Linked DNA regions of Macaca mulatta: region 1 is linked to region 2. The links are chromatin contacts, called in public Hi-C maps. All regions are on one chromosome and are shown on one strand. Each heading gives the region's core, a stretch centred on a gene start, on an enhancer-like site or on the middle of the called end of the contact. The rest is flanking DNA. Distances are from core to core; before and after follow the strand shown. Region 1 holds the start of TBC1D23 (TBC1 domain family member 23). Region 2 holds the start of LNP1 (leukemia NUP98 fusion partner 1).

The links. Hi-C and Micro-C count contacts between places; a contact is called where the count stands out from the background.
Region 1: a Hi-C map of liver shows a contact between it and region 2, with 2.6 times the contacts expected there. The contact joins the promoter of TBC1D23 here to the promoter of LNP1 in region 2. A contact is called at or near these places in 2 of 14 Hi-C or Micro-C datasets (fetal cortex germinal zone and liver).

The regions. Positions count from the first base shown.
Region 1 is chr2:183,311,272-183,318,440 of T2T-MMU8v2.0, reverse strand. TBC1D23 (TBC1 domain family member 23) reads left to right here and starts at 2,661. Exons shown (of 18, transcript XM_077994038.1): 1 at 2,661-2,740.
Region 2 is chr2:183,175,575-183,182,582 of T2T-MMU8v2.0, reverse strand. It overlaps LNP1 (leukemia NUP98 fusion partner 1), which reads left to right and starts at 4,626. Exons shown (of 4, transcript XM_001093026.5): 1 at 4,626-5,539. TOMM70 (translocase of outer mitochondrial membrane 70) reads right to left here and starts at 4,514. Exons shown (of 12, transcript NM_001266153.1): 1 at 3,714-4,514. The coding sequence starts at 4,037.

The DNA of each region.
Region 1 (7,169 bases), core at 1,412-3,911, 140 kb before region 2:
ATGCACAAATGCAGGTAGGGGATACACCCTAAGATTTCATAATGAAATCCTCTCTAGTTCTTGAAAAGTGTTTTTGTTTTGTTTTAAGCAGAGGTCCATTATGAAAATTTAACAAATTCTACTTGAGGGAGTGAAACCTGTCTCAGAAAAATAAAAATAAAATAATAACAAAGAAAAAGGAGTCAAAGACCTTCCAAGTTTCAAGTACTACTTGGCCTCTCAGCTAGATTTCTAGAGTTATCACTAGAGGAAAAAGGATGTCCGAGGTCTTGAATATCATGACCTTGGAGCAAATACTGAGTAGAACTTACAACAGGTTGATGAATAAAGAGCAAATGGGCAGGGCATGTTGCCTCACACCTGTAATCCCAACACTTTGGAAGGCCAAGGTGGCTGGATCACCTGAGGTCAGGAGTTCGAGATCAGCCTGGCCAACATGGCAAAACCCCGACTCTACTAAAAATACAAAAATTAGTCAGGCATGGTAGCACACGCCTGTGGTCCTGGTTACTTGGGAGGCTGAGACGAGAGAATTGCTTGAACTTAGGAAGCAGAGGTTGCAGTGAGCTGAGATCATGCCACTGTACTCCAGCCTGGGTGACAGAGTGAGACTCTGTCTCAAAACAAACAAACAAACAAACAAACAAACAAAAACAAACAAAAAAACCAAAGACACAAATCCCCAGAAGATACTATCGCTAAACAATTTCGGTTGAAATCTTGTCCCCAATGGGTTATACATCACTAAGATATTGACCCTGTCTAGACCTGGCTCCCTAATTTGTGAGGACTAGTACAAAATTAAAACCAGTGGCTCCTTGTTCCCAAATTATTAAGAATTTCAAGATGGCAACACTAGACTGTGAAATTAAGCACAGAGTTCTTCTAAGCATATGGTCTCATGCTATTGCATAGACTACATGTCCATGAAGCTGGCTCTGGCTCCATTAAAGAACACAGAAGTCAGAACTTTCCACTTTACTTTGACAGAATAAAGAACTGTTTAAAAATGTCAAGTGACATATTTTTAATGGGAAAATATTCTACGAGAGACTATAAAGCAGTTGCTGATTTAATTATACTCAAAATGAATCATAATTGAGTACTAGAATCTTCTTAACCAGTGAACAACTGCTTCTCATGTCAATGACTGAATAGGTTTTAAAACCATTTTTTGAAAAGTTTCTGAAAACCTACTGGCAACAATTGAAGGGACCCAGCGGAGGTCCTGAATATTAGAATGGTAATGTGACCTAGATTCACGTCTTTTATTCTTTTTGATAGAAGGCATCTAAAGTCTCATTCTATGTTAAAAGAAATGTTCCCTAACAGAGGACTGAACATTACAGAGATCCAGACCTTGGAAGTGGGTGCAGTACCATGCAGATCTGTATTATTGCCTTTTAGGGAAGAGAGTGAACATGTTTTTGGTTGTAAATGAGATAGCTGTACTATGTTTTGTATTTATTTTAATAAAAAATAGGCTTTAAAATTATGAAACACTTTCCATACCTAAGTATAGACTCTGTAAAGAATACTGGCCACCTATGTGGCCACCTTGGGCCCTTAATAAAACATTAAAAAATTAATGCAAACTCCTCCCTTTCCCTGAATGTAACTGCCATTCCGAGATTTCTATGTATCATTCCCCTGCATTTTAAACTCATATGGATCTATTTTTAATATACTGTCTTTTAAACACCAAATATAAATGATACCATACTTTACCTATCCGTCTGCAATCTGTTTTGCTCATTTAACAGCGTATTTTTCAGATGTATCCATATTGTTACATGCAGTACTACTTCATCACTGTTGTTTTCAGGGCTTGCAAAAGCATTTCTTTAGGTCCATCCTCCTGAGTGTGTGCTCATCCCAAGGCCCCTGTGGTGGCCAAGTGTCCGCCCATGTGGTGTGAAGGGGAAGTGGAATGGGAAGAGAAGGATTTTGGCAGCTCTCCTTTCCTGGAATTCCAGTCCTAGAATTCTAAATTCGGACTTGATCTTTCAGACTGTTAGGAAGATATATTTAAGTTAGGAGGCTAGAACGTATCTCCTTTAGTATTTAGCTTGATTTACAACTTTTAAATATTCAGACAAAAAGTATGCGGGCCTTCACTTACACTTTTGACGGGGCCTCACAAATAGGGGTGGTCCTGCCCCTTTCCTTACGTCCCACTTCTTTCTGCAAATTAAATTGCTACAGCAGGAAATTACTGAACTGTGGCTCTTCTCCTACGTCCGCCTTCCCTGTGTCAATTCCCATTTCCCTGGGTTTCTCAAATAGTTAGGACTCTAAATTCTAACTTTGTTAATTTCGACGCCAAGCTGGAATGAAGACGCTAACTGGACGCCAAAAAGAGACGCTGTTACCACACAAGGCCTCCAACTGGGACGGCTCCCACCGAGCTCCGCCCACCCCGCCCCGTCCGCGGCACTGTGGCATCCTGGGACATGTAGTCTTTGGAGGGGCAGCTGCCTCCACCAAGTCTCCTCCCCCAAGACGCTGCCTTTCGGCCTCGGGACGCCGTGACGCTGCGTTCCTGCAGTCCCTTGCCACCTCCCTCTTTCTTCCCGTCTGGGGAAGCTCAGTGCTGGACTTCCGAAGACCTTTTACGACATTGGGTCTCGGAGTTGGTCTCAGCGCGGGATCCACTTTTCGGCAAAGTGACGTGGACGTCAACAGCAATGGCGGAAGGAGAAGAGGTCCTGCCGCTGCCAACGTCGAGCGGCGACAACTGGTGAGTGAGAGCCGGGGCTAATTCCCAGTGCCCCTTTATTCTTCCTTCTCAACATCGTGCCGGTCCCCGAGGAGCCGTCTGGCGTCGGCATAGAACGGAGAGGCCGGTCCTAGGCGAAGTCCGGTGCCCTGCCCCGCCCCCTCTGCCTGCCGGGTGCCCCCTGCCTGCCAGGTTCTACCCGAGGGACTGGGGCGGGACTCCCAAGGAGAGGGGTGTCATCCAGGTGCTGGGCCTCAGAACGGTCCTCCCATGTCGTCCGTCAGTCTCCAAAGTGTGCTGGAGAGGGTGGCTTCAGGGCTGGGTTTGGCCGGAGTCCCTGGCTGTGGGAGTTGGAGTAGGCTGAAGACGGAAGTTTGTTGGATGCAGATCTGAGGCACTAAAATACAATATGAAGAAAAGACGTTTTGAAATGACCACTGCGAACTTTGCTTGAGGGTTCAGAGGTTGACCCCAGGAGGATCCCTTCCACGTAGCTGGTATACTTTTTTTTTATTCCGGCTGTTATCTCGTTTTGCATTCCAACAGTTTTCATCATGCGTCTCCTTCACGCAAGTCGTCGTTTCCCCTACTACCACGTTTCTCACAGCTCGATTTCTGAGCTTTGGATGCAGTGTGGGACTTTGCTCTTGCTGCACCCAAGCTTTTGCATGCTTACCTGATTTATAGTCGGGATGGTGGGGGAGGACCGCCAATAATTTTTTGGTAAATTGCTTACCCAGTGTTAATCTTTGGGGAAGGCTTCTACTTTTGAAATGGTTGATCTCACAGTACGTTGTTATGTTCTACAACATCACTTTTGAAAAAGGGACCTTTAGAGGCTTGTCTAAGTTTTACAGTTGATCTAAGTGTATTAACCACATGTATTAGTTTTGGGTTTACTTGTTCGTTATATTCTTTGTGTACAGCTCATGGGCACTTTAAAAATAATACAGGACATTCATAGACCTCGACTTTAATCCCAGAGGAAAAAAATGGAAATCGTTGAAAGGGATAGATAATTAGTAATTAAGAAATTGAGCTCTCCATTAGCAGACATCAAACATTCCTTAGCGCTGGGCTCTCCAAGGTGTCAGAGGAACACTTCATGGTGATCTAGATGTAGTTTTTGTTCTTCAACTTGCTTATGTTGGAGTTGGGGAGGTATAACAAGGTAAAATTAATCTCATTCTTTGTGAGCGTGATTAAAAGTATTACGAGAGGTTGGCAGTGGGGGCTGGGGCAGTTGGAGTCACTGGGGGAAAGCTTCATGAAAGCAGCAGCATTTCAATTAGGCTTTGAAGAATGAGTAGGATTTAAACCCCAGGGCTGTCTGATAGAAGCCACATATTGTAATTTAAAATTCTCCAGTAGCAGCATTAAAAACTAAAAAGAAGCTGGGCGCGGTGGCTCACGCCTGTAATCCCAGCACTTTGGGAGGCCGAGGCGGGCGGATCACTTGAGGTCAGGAATTCAAGACCAGCCTGACCAATATGGTGAAACTACGTCTCTACTAAAAATACAAAAGTTAGCGTGGCGTGGTGGCGGGTGCCCGTAATCCCAGCTGCTCAGGATGCTGAGGCAGGAGAATCGCTAGAACGCGGGAGGCAGAGGTTACAATGAGCGGAGATCGAGCCACTGCACTCCAGCCCGGCGACAGTGTGAGACTCCGTCTCAAAACAAAGAAAAACAAAAACTGAAAAGAAACAGGTGAAATCAGTTTTAATAATCTATTTAACATACTTCAACATGTAATTAGTTTAAAAATTATATAATTGTACATCTTTTTTGTGCAAAGTCTTCAAAATCCAATGTGCATCTTACATCTACCTTATATTTCAGTTTGGTCTAGCCACATTTCAGATATTAAATATCCACACATGGCTTGGGGCTAACATATTAGTGCAGAATCAGATTAAGAGATGGAAAAGGCCTCTGAATGGAGTAACAGCATAAGCCAGGGCGTAGACAAGGCAACTAATTTGTTTTGAGAGTAAGAATGAGAACTACCTGGTTGGAAAGAAGTTGCAGAAAAATACGTCTTTTTGCTTCTGGTATCCTGCAAGAATGGCAGGAGAAAAAAGAAAAATAGGTCTGGAAAAATAGTAAAAAAAGTTTTTAACTAATTAAAAGAACCTTTTATCAGTGACAGACATTACAACACTTTTCAGAAAGTGACCTAGTTGATTATAGCCTGAAGTTTGCTGTTTTGGAACGGGGAATTGTATCATAACCTGGCCTTCACCAGCTCATTGAGTGCCGTGAGGGGAAATGTTTCCACAGTTAAGGTGCCTCTGGGGAGTTCTTAGGTTTGAGGGATTGTGAGCATGTTCCTGGTTCGCAGGGGCAGAGGACATGGAGTGAATATTTACTAGAGACAGCACTTGTTCTCTTGTGGGATTGCTGTATCTTTGGTGTGTCTTTGTATTTTTGCTGGTTTTATTTTCATGAATGGAGGAACACTGACATGGTCAGTGATTTCTGTTTTCCCTCCATCCTCTTCTAATCTTTCTCCTTTTTCTCCTAGCACTCTCATCGTCCCCCCAGAAGAGGGTTTGAATAGAGTCAGGAAGACTTTGGGATTGGGAGCCATAGATTCAGTAAAGCCTGTGTTCTTAGAGTGCTTGGTGAATGGGTTATAGAATGGGGATGCTTTACTCTTTTTTTATTTTGTTTTAAGAAACGAGGTCTCGCCATGGTGCCCAAACTGGCCTCATACTCCTGAGTAGCTGGAGACTACAGGTGTGCCCTATCCGTCCAGGTGTTTTACGCTCTCTTTCTCTTCCCTTCCTCTCCCTCCCTCGCTTTCTTTCTCTCTTTTTGAAGCAAATGTTTTTAACTCCGTCAGATGGAATTTTTTCCAAAATACATCGTATATCTTACTGCCTAGCTCAAACTCATCTTAATGACTTGAGTCATTCAGTTTACAAATGTAATTTAAGGATAAAACTACATGTCTGTCCTCAAGGAATTTATGGTCTAGATACAGGAGGTGTGTTTGAGAACGTGGATTACTTTTGTGTTACTGTAATATGGTGAGACTTTTGGGGCCTATCTAGACAAATTGTTGCTATGCTAAATGACACAGCAGTCCCTTTTCGAGATTGCTTTTTGTAAGTTTTTCCTATTTTCTTTTTTTGTTGTCAGTAGTATCTCTTAATTTGTTCCTAGTCTGTGAAACTAAGTCATTGAACTTGTTAAAATTGTATATACATTCTTAAAAAGGCTCAGGATGGACCTTGAAGATCTTAAAAGTATGTGGACTCTATGACATTGTTTTTGCTGATTTTCAGTTATGTTCTAGTTCAGTGCTTCTCAAAATTTAAATGTGCATTGGAATTATCTGGGGAGCTTGTTAAAATGCTACCCAGGTAATTGTAGTTGTGATTCAGTAGATTTTGAGGTGGAACTTGAGATTCTGTTTCTGACTCGCTTCTGGGTGTTGCCGATTATGGTGGTTTATGGACCACACTTTAGTTATCAGGGTTCTAGATTATATGTATATCAGAATGAGTAGGTCAGAGGAATTTGTGTATGTCACATTGTATCACCTTACAGGTTATACTAAAATACGTGTAATTACATGACTTATCGTTGCTCTTTAGATAATGAACTTCTCAAGGGCAGTGGCTGATAAAAGGCAGGCGGCTCAGTAAATGTTTGTTGAGTGAATGTACGCATGAATGAATAAAGACTTTCATATAATTATGTGCAATAGCATACTAAGCTGTCATTTCATACAAATTTCCTGACTCCAGTGTTTTTGTGAGCTGTGGAATTGTCTGTTAGTATAATGCTTATTCTTTATGGAAAGCCAGAGTAATCAGAAAATGCCTCGGCTTTCAAGCTCTCTGGGATTCAGCCATGTAAGCTCAAAGGGTGTGCTGAAATTTTTGTAAAAATGCTTATAGTTAGTTTGAAGTGATTTGAATTTAATTTAAAAAAATTAATATAAGTTGTGAGAATCTGGATTTGTAAAATTAAACATGTTGAATTGTTACAGTGAAAAGATTGGTAATTACCCTTCTTGGTATTGAAGAAAAATAGCACTGGATTTGAACATATATTCTCATTTTCCAAGACTTTCTTCCTGAAATAATGTCTAAAGATCTAAAGTCATAACTTAAAAATTGTTTTGGTCTTGACGTTAATTATATAACTGTTGAAATTGGGAGTTTGTTTAATTAAAAAATGTTACTTAATATTCAGCTTTTAGTGTTTTTTATTGCTAAACTCTTCTTAAATTATTGCTAAACTTTTCTTAAAATTGTAAAAATATCAATTCCACAAGAATCTTCTATTGTTGTTAATCTGAGATGTGAGTAGCAATTGTTTGAGAATAAGAAGTTATTTTTCAAAGTTTTCTGTACTCTGTAAATAGTACTATCAGTGGTCCCTGTTTAATAATCATTAAAATATGAGAAAAAATTTAAATATCATTTAAGAACTAAGT
Region 2 (7,008 bases), core at 3,377-5,876:
TTCAAATGTATAGCAATTTCTCCAACCACAGATAAGCAATTACAATTACTGATCAATTATATTTAGATAGTCTAATAATAACTCTAAGGACGAGACTATTAAAAGAAGACAAAAGTAGTCTTTCAACATTTACTGGTCACCAACAGTTAAGATAAAAATTTCCGTTTAAAAAAACCACAGGCCAGGCGCGGTGGCTCAAGCCTGTAATCCCAGCACTTTGGGAGGCCGAGATGGGCGGATTACGAGGTCAGGAGATCGAGACCATCCTGGCTAACCCGGTGAAACCCCGTCTCTACTAAAAAATACAAAACACTAGCCGGGCGAGGTGGCGGGCGCCTGTAGTCCCAGTTACTTGGGAGGCTGAGGCAGGAGAATGGCATAAACCCGGGAGGCGGAGCTTGCAGTGAGCTGAGATCCGGCCACTGCACTCCAGCCTGGGCAACAGAGCGAGACTCCGTCTAAAAAAAAAAAAAAAAAGCCACAAAGACCTTCTTATTGTTGCTTTACCAAAGAACAATCTAGTAATTCAAAGATTCCAGGTGTAGGCCTACAAATTCCACAAGATGAACAATGGTAAATGCAAATTCTTTGCCCTGTTTTATTTGGGGCCAAAAATACATCATTTTAAAGCAGTTTAAGTAACACAAAGAGTCCAATCTTAAATTCTAATTTTTAACAGCAGTCAGATGAATAAAAAGCTATTTGTGGTCGGGGGCGGTGGCTCACGCCTGTAATCCCAGCACTTTGAGAAGCCAAGGCGGGCGAATCACAAGGTCAGGAGTTCAAGACCAGCCTGGTGAACATGGTGAAACCCCATCTCTACTAAAAATACAAAAATTAGCCGGGCGTGGTGGCGGGTGCCTGTAATCCCAGCTACTCGGGAGGCTGAGGCAGGAGAACCGCTCGAACCTGCGGAGGCAGGTTCAGTGAGCCGAGACCTCGCCATTGCACTCCAGCCTGGGTGACAGTGAGACTCCGTCTCAAAAAAAAAAAAAAAAAGTTATTTGTAAAGTAAAACTAAAAAACTCTGAAATATCATGAAATTTAAATTCATCAGTGTTGATCCAGACAATGTGGAAAAGAGGAATTAAGGAAATCTAAAATCTGAAAAGGAGTCGGCTAGGTTTTATTAAACATCAATGGCACAGAACCCCTGGGATGAGGTGGGTTGGCTGAAACCACAATGAAATGTTAAAATCTAGTTTTGGCCGGTGAGGTGGCTCGTGCCTATAATTCCTAGCACTTTGGGAGGCCAAGGTGGGTGGATCACCTGAGGTCAGGGGTTTCAGACCAGCCTGGCCAACATGGCGAAACCTCGTCTCTACTAAAAATACAAAAATTAGCCAGGCATGGTGGCACATGCCTGTAATCTCAGCTACTCGGGTGGCTGAGGCAGGAGAATTGCTTGAACCCAGGAGGCAGAGGTTGCGGTGAGCCAAGATTGCGCCACTGCACTCCAGGCTGGGTGACAGAGTGAGACTCCGTCTCAAAAAAAAAAAAAATCGATTTTCATGTATACAAACTATCTTTATTTTTAATGTTTACAGAACTGAAAACGTTTTGGATCTTTCATTTTACCTACTATTCTTCCATGATTAAAACTAAATTAACAAACGAAATAGAAAATGACTGGAGAATTTCAGACATCCAAAAATGATGTAAGACAAGTGATAATTAATTCAAAGAAGCCTCTTCATAACTACTTTTAACAGCAGCAGTGAGCTATTATAAATGATCAGAACCAGAATCATCAATTTTTAGTGCTAGAAGAAACAGAAGAAATCTATTATTTTAATCTTCTTATTCTACAGGGATGATGCTAAGGTCAAGGACATAAAATGACTTTCCCAAAGTAGCAATGCTGCAGAGCCCACTATAAAGCTTAGAAATCCTAGTTCTCACAGTCCATAGGTTCTTCTACTACCCAGTCATAAACCTTTTAGAAAATAGGCAATGCTTCACCCTCCCATAGGAAAGATCATATGGTTTTCTCATGTCCTAGCACAATGCCTCACACACTGTAGATAATAGTTTGTTCATTCCTATACCAAAACTTCCTTTAAAGCTAATTTGACATCCTAGTAAAAATATCTTCGCCCGGGCACGGTGGCTCACACCTGTAACCCCAGCACTTTGGGAGGCTGAGGTGGGCAGATCACCTGAGGTCAGAAGTTCAAGACTAGCCTGGCCAACATAGTGAAACCCCATCTCTACTAAACATACAAAAATTAGCTGGGCATGGTGGCGCACACCTGTAGTCCCAGCTATTCCAGAGGCTGAGGTACGAGAATTGCTTGAATCCAGGAGGCGGAGGTTGTGGTGAGCTGAGATCAAGCCACTGCACTCCAGCCTGGGCAACAAAGTGAGACTCCGCCTCAAAAAAAAAAAAAAAAATCAACATGAATAGTATAAGATGGAAATGACTTGCATACGTATTTAAGTGTATACACTTAGATACAACTGGAAGTTACTTGACCAACTGTATATACATATTTATAAAACCGGGAGATATTTGACCAAACGTTTCTCTGACCTCGACTTACTCTGGTACTACCACTGAACAACTCCAGACCCAGATAAAATCCACCACACCCAATCCCAGTAGTGTCAAATGCAGCCAGGCTAATTCTCTGCACAGCTGTCAGATACCAAAAGGATTTAACAGTCAGTTCACCAAAACCATACAAAGCTGTTCACTAAATGCTCCAATGCTTGGACTAACATCAGAGAAACTATGTCATGCGTATTAGGCTTGGTCATGTACATTTCCAGGTGAAATGGAAAAACTGAATTTAAGATGCTTCCAATCAAAAAGTTTAAGAAGTCACTCCCATTTTTTTGGTATGTGTGTGTAGGGCCTGGACCTGGGGCAGAGGGCTGTGTGCAACCAAGCCTGGTGAGCACTGCTGTGGCTGCTACTCTTGTGCAACAAGAGGGGACAGTGCAGTGCAGAGCGTTTTCTGAGAAAGGCCAAGGGGTCCGGAGTGTAAAAGGACACCTCCGGGCTGGGGCATGGCAGGGGAGGTTCCCGGGTCGCTGAGCGCTTGCAGTCAAGGGGGCTTCCGGGCCGAGAGAGAACGAGCCTTGGGAGCTTGCTAGTTCTGCTTACAGTTCAGAGGCTGTAGAACAAATGCCACTGAACACCATTTCACTCTTTAGAACCTGTGTAGTCTTTCTTTTTCTATGTACAAAGCCATCTAATCAGTTTTTTGGGGTTTTTTTTCTGCTTTTGTCAACAACCGTCACTGTAGTTGCCCACTTACCCCCAGCAAAAACACACTCTAAAAGGGGGAGTGGCTCGTTATTAAAAGGCTTTTACCGATTAAGTTGTAGGCTTTGGGAATCACAGAAACAGTTCGTATCACGATACGCCAGTTGTTAATGGAATTTAGCTTCCTTCACTTATTAAACACAATCATCACATTTGCAAATGCCCCACTCCCATCTACAACACTAGGAATAAATGCTGTGTCACTGAGAAGAAAAGCAAAAGATTTTTCTGAAACCAAAAGGAAATTGTCAAAGAATGCCAGTAACCTGTCATCGGGCTACTCCTGTGCCCTCCACTGGCAGGCAGAAATGAGTCTCCCTAAACCCATGTGTTGCGCTGCCGCTTGGCAGCTTACGTCTGATGGGAAGCCCCCTCACTGACAGCCCACCAAGGAAAAGGTGTACCCGCGTTTCCACCTCTACGGCCTGGGGCTACTTCTCACCATGTCCAAGTGAGCACCGGGACCTTCAGGGTGTCCGCTGCCGGGGGCCGGACTGGCCCTGCCCTCCGGGGTCTTCCGTTCGCTGTTGCGCTTCAGGCCGCTGGCGTCGCCCCGGCCTCTGGACTCCCGGCGCCGTTGCTGCCGACTCCACAGGTATATGGCACCCGCGCCTAGCAGCAGGGGTGCCCCGACCGCCAGAGCCAGCTGCCATCGCGGCAGCCCCCCCGTGCCTGGGCCCGCAGTCCCGCCGCCGCCCACCCCACTCGCGGAGCTTGGTGCAGCTGCTGCGACCACCGCCGCCTCCACAGGCTTAGAGGCGGCCATGACGAGTGTCCTCCGCCACCGCCTCCCTGCCTGTCGCGAGCGCCACAATCACCAAGCAGCGTGCGAAGGAAGACCGAGGGAGGGAAGGAAGGCAATGAGCGAGCGAGCACGCTAGGCAGAGAGAGCGGACGACAGAAAAGGGCCAGAGGTCACCGGAAGCCCAGGGCATGCCGGGCCAGACCTGGCCGTCCTTCTCCTCCAGTCTCAACCGTAGAGGGAGAGGAGGGGCGGAAATCACTTCCGGGTTAAGGCAAAGCGTGGGCGTGAGTGGAAGTCCTCGGAAACCCTTTTTCTTTCTTTTCGCCCCGCTGCTTTTCGAGAGATTGACTTCTGGAGTCCCGTCGTAGCTGGTGTTGTCCCCTTTACTTTCAGGAGAGAAGGGCAGATGGCCCTCTTGCCTACTGAAGCCGAGGAGGGGCGCGTATACACCTGGCTAGCGGCACTCAAGAGATCAGAGCGGAGGAAAAAGCAGCGCCGTAGCACTGGAATGGGCGGGAGTGGCAGAAGAGTTGTGAAGGCTATTGGCTGGCAAGGGTGGTGGGCGGGGCGTAGAGCTAGCTACCCAGTTTACTGGTTGATTTCGGATCCAGTTTTCCCGTTATAGCCACGTTGGCACGTCTTGAACCTCTGTGGCCGTTAGCTCGGTTTTCTGCCCGCGTGCCCGGGAAACCAACGGATTGGAAGGACTTTTAAAGATGTATGAGGAAAGAGCTCACTGCTGAAGAAGCCTGCTGCATCACTGAACTTCTTACCACTAACACAGCCAGATTTTAATTTGGACGAATTTGAGGTTATAGGGGAGGTTAGCGATGGCAGAAGACTAGGTGGAAATGGCATTTCTAGGTTGGCTGCAGTCGAAACGGTTTGAGCGTGGTCGCTGTGGCTTATCGTCGCCTCCAATTACGAAAGCGATGACTTCTACGTTGTTAGGTATTTCTTAAACTGAGTTGGTAGAAATGCGAAGCGTCAGGGTTCCCGCCGGCTTCGAGCCTTTCTTGACGTGTTTGTATCTTGAGCTGATTTCTACGTGACACACCAGCCCACATCTCGCTCAGGTCCACACACCCCCGGGTTGTTTTGCAATAGCTGTCTCAGCCCTCTTCTCCTCTCATTCCCAGATCGTAATTTCAATTCATAAACTTTCGTTTCTGTAATAGCTTTATCAACTCTTTTTCCGATGCTCCGCCCCAGATCTCTTAAAACATAAAATTACCTTGCAAGGCATTGTTTGGAATTCACGGTATTTTCATGAAGAAAAGACAACTATTAATAGAAAATCAGAGTCCAGAACTATGGCGCTCCATTTCTGGTATACTGGTTTGCAGAAGCCTTACATTAAAATTTCATAAATGATCGTTTTGCTTTCAAGTGCAACAACATCACAGTAGAGCTACAAAAAGATTGAAAGGAGATATTTTATCAAGTGGCACCAAAATGGATTGATTAAAATAGAATGGCCTGATTTGAAAGAATTTCAGGATCACCGGTTTCTCCTGCTTCATGTAAGTTCCTATTAGTAAATTGCCTTCGGGCAACAGGGTTTCTTAGCAACAGACTAAAAAAATGGGCTAAAAATAGGAATGGAATTGAGTTGATCGTTGCAGGCAATCGGCTTCTCTCCCCTCCTCATCCCCCAATCCCCAAAGGCAAAATTTCTTCCCCTTAATATAAGCTCTGCCTTGCCTTTTTCAAAACAGAAGTTAGGATTTTTTGTTTTCTGAAATTTCAGTTTTTCTGTGGCCTGTTGGAGGATTGTAGAATGCTAACAATTACAAACTTGATAGGAACTAAAACATATTTAAAGGTTTTTTTTTTTTATACCCTTTTTCTTATTTATTGGAGTAAGCAATACACTGTTATGGTTAAACTCCAAAAGTTACAGAGTTTACTGTGAAAAGTCTTCCTTCAATCCCTGTCCCCCCGCTGCACAGTTCCCCTCTCCAAAGGGAATCGGTGTTATTTTCTCGAAACATAAAAATGTTTATCTGAAGGCCTCATTTTGTTTGGCTTTATTTTTAAGGTTGGCATTAGTAAACAAATCTGTTCTGGTTACTTTTATACTTTGATAAACATCTCATTTCCATTCCCTAGCCTGTGCTGCTCTATTCTCTTCTTTTCTCCTCCATTTCCTGATTGATGGTAGTGTAGAGGCACATTAAGAGTGTCGCTTACTGGCTTTGGGAACTTACTGATCTGCTGCATGTTTTTCTAATCTGTGAAATGGTGAAAACATCTACCTCTCAGGCCATAGATTTACTTAGATAATATTTAAAGTTCTTTTGATGTTTGTTACAAAGTAATAGATATTTGATGCTTAGTTCTCAGTTTTTCTAAATTTTAAAGTCAAGAAGTAATGGACTGCATTTCATTTCTAAAAAATTGAAGTTGTGTATATGTGAACATAGACATTATCATTTTCTTGGTAGATTAGTGGAATTCAACTGAAGAAGCTTTCTTCACCTTTGATCTGTATCTTAGGAGGCAGTTGAATGAGATAGTCTAATGGACTAAGTTGTGGAAGACCTGAGTTATTTTTTTGTTTTTTGTATTTTTTTTTGAGATGGAGTTTCTCTCTTGTTGCCCAGGCTGGAGTAAGTGGCACCATCTCGGCTCACTGCAGCCTCCTCCTCCAGGCTTCAAGCAATTCTCCTGCCTCAGCCTCTGAGTAGCTGGGATTACAGGCTACTACCATGCTGGGCTAATTTTTTGTGTACTGGCCAAGCTGGTCTCGAACTCCTGAACTCAGGTGATCTACCCACCTCAGCCTCCCAAAGTGCTGGGATTACAGGCATAAGCCACCATGCCCTGCTGACCTGAGTTCTTATTCTAGATTTTAATACCACTGAGTAGTGTGTGTGACCCTGGGCAACTCTGCTTTCTTTATAATGTGAGGAGGGGTGGATTAGATTATTTTTAAGGCTCCTTATTGTCTTAAAATGATGCAATCCTGTCCCTTCAATTGTCATTACTA